2 separate regions of the Zea mays genome follow, and region 1 is linked to region 2. The links are chromatin contacts, called in public Hi-C maps. All regions are on one chromosome and are shown on one strand. Each heading gives the region's core, a stretch centred on a gene start, on an enhancer-like site or on the middle of the called end of the contact. The rest is flanking DNA. Distances are from core to core; before and after follow the strand shown. Region 1 holds the start of LOC100217002. Region 2 holds the start of LOC103640914 (NAD(P)H-quinone oxidoreductase subunit U chloroplastic).

What was found. Hi-C and Micro-C count contacts between places; a contact is called where the count stands out from the background.
Region 1: a contact with region 2 is called in a Hi-C map of ear, with 2.5 times the contacts expected there. The contact joins the promoter of LOC100217002 here to the promoter of LOC103640914 in region 2. A contact is called at or near these places in 8 of 25 Hi-C or Micro-C datasets (bundle sheath, ear, endosperm and 3 more).

Annotation. Positions count from the first base shown.
Region 1 is chr10:18,958,211-18,960,910 of Zm-B73-REFERENCE-NAM-5.0, forward strand. It overlaps LOC100217002, which reads right to left and starts at 1,403. Exons shown (of 8, transcript NM_001143379.1): 1 at 968-1,403. The coding sequence starts at 1,213.
Region 2 is chr10:18,758,339-18,761,038 of Zm-B73-REFERENCE-NAM-5.0, forward strand. LOC103640914 (NAD(P)H-quinone oxidoreductase subunit U chloroplastic) reads left to right here and starts at 1,313. Exons shown (of 5, transcript XM_008664356.3): 1 at 1,313-1,751; 2 at 2,283-2,344. The coding sequence starts at 1,421. LOC100276490 reads left to right here. Exons shown (of 6, transcript NM_001150264.2): 4 at 1-10; 5 at 80-337; 6 at 528-875. The coding sequence ends at 601.

The DNA.
Region 1 (2,700 bases), core at 153-2,652, 200 kb after region 2:
ACAAGCCCACTATTGAACAAAGATATAAATAAACATAAACCATGAGTCAGCACAAGCACTGAGGTAGCTCAGCCATCTGAAATCAGAAACGTCACTCTTTTTACTTGGATTTGTGTGACAAGGATCACATGAATCATACAAAATCTAAAACAGTGGCAAGGAATAGGATAGATATATACAGATAGTGGAGGACAATGTTAGATTAACCAATTTATACAACAAATTTTCAACCCATAGTATCTACTGAGTAGTTTTAAAGGTCCAGTCCAAACTAATATACCAAACCTCAGATTCAAATTAAAGGAGCATGGTAGAATTATCCAATCCCGAGATCCAATCATATTCGATTTGAATAACCAATCTAAAGAACAAATTGATCCAAACCCCTAGCAATCGAGGAAAGACGTTTACAGATAATCAAACATAGGCATACAGCAAAACTGAAATGTTCAATGCAGGTCATTTAACATTTATCATTTTACATGTATTAGTTTAAATCACAGGCACTATAACCCAACAGCCTAAAGCGGTAAATCCCAATCCATAAGCCCCTGTTCTGAACAATATCGAGCGCTATTTGATTCCAGCAGCTTAAAGCAATGCTACACGCACCAAAGAAAACACGCCACAACCAACAACCAAAGACTGCACACACAAGAAAGAGCCCTGAAACTGAAAGCCACCCCCATTTGCCTGAAAGACGGGCCCTTTCGTAAGAAAGCAAACAATTGGGGAATTTCCAAGACGAGATGTTTCGCTTCTCCAGAACAAAACTAGCCGCCTAGCACAAACGGAACACGTAAGAAAGAACATTTCCGGCCACAACCACGGGAAAATATCCTATGCAATCACTCGCCACCGACATCGGCGCGTAACCCTAGCTTGACCGCCGCCCTCACCGGACCCACCCACACCTCCAGCGCGGAAAGGCAGCAAGCGCACGGACGTCGGCAGCGCCGCTACGTACCTGGAGCTGCATGTTCCGGAAGCGCTCGGGCACGGCGGCGGCGGGGCCGCCGCCGCGCGCGGCGAGCTGGCGGCCCCCGATCTCGCGGCGCTGCAGCTTGGCGACGGAGTTGCGGACGGGGGCCTCCATCCGGCGCTTACGCCCCCCAGGCCCGGCAGCGCCCCCGGCGCCGTCGCCATCGGCACCACGCCGGCGCGCCGTGACGCGGAGGCGCACCCGCAGCTGCGACCGCTTCGGCCCGTCCATCCAACGCCTGCCCGCCCCCTTTTTAACCTGCTGTGCTGGATCTGGGGCGGAGCCGCCCAGAGGAGGCAGGACGCGGTGGTTGTAGAGGGGCTAGGGTTCGGGGAGGAGGCCGCCCGGTCGGGTCGGGGGGTGGGAGAGACGAGAGGAAGATGGGACGAAGGGAATTGTTCAGCCGTTCAGGTAGTTCGTGGTTATGGTTGTGGTGTGTGTTTGGGGAAGAGAGGAGGGGGGCTACGGTGTGTTTGTTCGAAGACTGAGGAATCACTCCATCTTAGACCTACCTCAGTTTATAAATATATGATATCATTAATTTTTTTAAACTTTAATCATTCGTATTATTTAAAATATTTATTAAAAATATAAAATTTTAAGTCAAGTATAAACTACCTTAAATGATAAAAACAAATTACAAAAAATGATAACTTATTTTTTTAATAAGACGAGTAGTCAAAGTTTTTTTTTAAAAGTAACAGTGTCATATATTTATGAACAGAAAGCGTAGTATGTTTGGTTTAAGTAATAAACTAATTATGTGCTCGTCCATTGCTACAGTTTATATATATATATATATGACATAAAATAAATTTTATTTTAATAAATAACAAAATATATGTTTTCCTATTGATTAGGTGGGTGTAAATATGGAGCTCACTTATACATAATTTCACCTTATTTTTTACATAAACTCTCCTATTATAGTAGTAGAGAAGAGATTATAGGAGTGCATGTTGATTCTAAAGAAAAGAAATGCAGGGTGTTTTTTGAAAAATATTGACACGAGACGACCGTTGAAACTGGTGCTTTAATATGGTAGAGACTAGTTTATTATCTTCTCACTCCTATTTTTTTTGTTTGGTTTGTGGAATCAAATGAGTTGATCTATCACTACCTCATTCACCATAGTTAGTTAGTACTAATATTAAGAATGATGTTATCCTACCAAATTTGAGGAATTGACTCATGATGCATTACCTTATCTTAAATGGAGTGATTCTTGTCTTTGGTTTGAATTAATCTATTCTAGATGAGGTGGTGCATAATGAGTCTATTTCACAAATTTAGTGAATGAACTTATTCCTCATATTATTACTAATTATTAGCCTATGAGCAATGAAATGATGATGGTTCAACTCATTCCAGTCTACAAACCAAACAAGAAAGTGAGGAGTGAAAAGATGATGTATTACCTCATTCCTCAAGCCAAACACGCTTGGGATTCCTAATGTTAGTACTGACTAACTAACTATGAGAAATGAGGTGGTGATTGATCAACACATTCCATTCCACAAATCAAACAAAAAATGAGGAGTGAGAAGATGATGGACTAGCTTATTCCTCAAACCAAACAATGTATTAATCTTTTCCCCACCCTACGAAAATCACTCCGGACGTGTTTTGTTTACAAGTGGATTAGAGAGGATTAAGGGGGTGTTTAAATGTACTAGAGCTAATTGGTAGTTGGCTAAATATTGCTAGTAGGATTAGCT
Region 2 (2,700 bases), core at 63-2,562:
ACTTTCCGAGGTCTGATTTGCTTGTATTGGGTTTCTTCTTTTTCCATTGAGAGTTCTCTCAACTTTTTTGTTTGGACAGCACATGCACTGGGAATAACCGCTGCTTGGGTAGTGCAATCCATAATTGAAGTATACAGATGTTTCATCCGTAAGCCTAGTGAGGACTGTGAAGCACTATCAAGCGACGGCAATGAACAGTTTGACGATATGAATAAATTCAGATTGTTTGGGAGGAAGATTTATGGGATTACCATCAAAAGTTGTTTCTCTTTGGTTTTGGCCTCAGCTGGAGCAGGCATTGGTGCCCTCGTGCATCCAGTGCATGGACAATGGTTGGGTGAGTCATAATTTCCCTTCTGTCTTGAGTGCATATACTAAGACACTACACAATACTTTTGCAAGCATTCATTTAATAGGAATACATATATATTTTAAAGTTTCACTTTGAGCTAGCAGAATAAGGTCAGTGCATTAGCGTCAGTTCAAAGTAACATCGCTTAACTGTACTTTTTTTTTATATCTTGCAGGTTGTGCCTTGGGAGATGTTGCAGGTCCAATTATCGCTATAATTGTTTTTAAGAAGATGCAGCTACCACTATGAGAGACTGGATTTTTGGCGACCACTGGTTTTGGGTCCCTTGTGCAAGTCATGGCCTTCAGTCTTCTGTGTGGTTGGAGATCCCTGATCTAACTTGAAAGTTCACAGTTGATGAATAACAGCTTTCACCTCAGTGCTCGTAGTTTTGTAGCTCCCTTTACAAGATGCCTTCGGGTCTTGTGGGACATGAGCATGTACTTTTGCAGTTTTGCTAAATTTTGTACTGTCTCAGATTTGAAGGATCCAAACAAGAAATTTAATTTTACTAGATTTGAAAGGAATTGGTTTGAGAAGTAAACTCCATATCTATGGCGCCTTCCGTGATAGTACCTCTCATCAACCGTTTAGGTTATCTGAGTTCCTATCTCATTCTATCTCACATCCTGTTGAAAACTTTATTCTACAAATAGCACTATTTACAATATAAAGGATTGTTTTGCATGAACATTTATACGCACCATCTGCTGCTGGATACAGCCTTAGACTGAGACATTGAAAAAAACAGCCAAATTTTAGACAAGTGAATCAACGAGCTAGCGCCTGGCTAGGTCCAACCAGTTGAATTAAACCACCTGGCAGTAAACAGATTACAACACTGCGCTGCAGGCATGCAGCGGTTCAGTGTTGGACAATGCAGCTGCAGTGGCGGACATGGTCCAAAGACTTCGCATTCAACTTTATTTATTGCATGTAACTTTGAAAATTAAATAAGATGCGAAATAAGAAAAAGGGAAAAGTTGAAATCGTTTATTTCCATCCCCTCCTCCCTTATCTCCCGCGCTCTGCTCCTCCCAGTCCCAGACTCCCATCCTCGTCTCCGCCATGGCCGCCGTCGGCATCCCCTCCCCTCCGGCGCCACACGTCTTCGCGCCCGCCGCATCTCCTTCCTCCTCCACGTACTCCACACTGGCCCCCCGCCGTCTCCGCCTCTCCACCCGACTCGGACTCGCCGCCGCCGCGGCGTCGTGCCGTACGCGGTGCGCCGCCGCTGCCGATGGCGGGGCCGCGGCCTCGGAGGGTGCCTCTGCGGTGGCGGAGCTGGAGGGGGACCCCGACGCTGGCACAGACGTTGCCGGAGGCGCCGCGACCTCCACGCGGCCGCCCTACTCGCTCATCTCCGCGGACAACGTGCAGAAGGCGATGCGCGGCCTCGGTGCGTCTTTCTTGATTCATTTGACGCGTTCGACTCATCTGTTGTTGTTGTTGGCATGTGAATTGGGTGAAGCCAAGCTGCTTAGAAATTTTCAGTTTGGGGACTGAGGCGCTTTATTTGAAGCATTTATATTTTAGATTCTAACAGGGTTACAATGTTATGCGGCAACGAAAAGTGTAAAGTATCTCGGTGAAAAAATAAGGGAGGGTGGATGTCCGTATAGTGCTTACTGATAATTCATTTGCACTGGATGATGTTTGTTTGGTGTAGCATGCTGAAGTGTCTGTATACCGATATTGTTTTAGTCCCCTTTTCAATTATTGTAGGATTTCATGTAGTGGATAACTTTGGATGATGATTAATTTATGTTAAATGTATAGTGAGTTGCCACATGGATATATAGTGTGATATAATGGCATTTGTAAGTTCCCTTGTGCAGGAAGTTAATTAAGCCACAATGTTATGCCTGGAGGATGTTTCTGCTTTGCACACTACTGTTGTATATTGAACAATATTTCCCCAAACTTGCAGCAATTACAGATGCTGACCACTATGGGAGGCTTGGAGTCACCAGGCTAGCTTCTACTGATGAGGTAGATTGAAATTGTCCACAAGTGTAGTTCTTTTCTTTCTTTTAAAGGATCCCATGAGCTTTAGCTCTAGACTCCTTCGGTATTTGCATTAAGAAGAAGACCCTCTCACTCAGCCTCAGCTTGAAATTTGCTAGAGTTCAATTCAATATCTGAGGAGTGTTATTTAGACCACCTAATCAACTCAGGTAGAGGCCCTTTCACCTTGACCAGTTAAATAATGAGGCTAAACAATCTCCATACCACTGTGCTATTGGCCTACCGCTGAAATAGTATGCAATTATGCATATCAATACAATGGCATTAACAAAGTACCTGGTAGATGCAAAGACCGGCAAATTTTTGCAAACTCAAGTTGG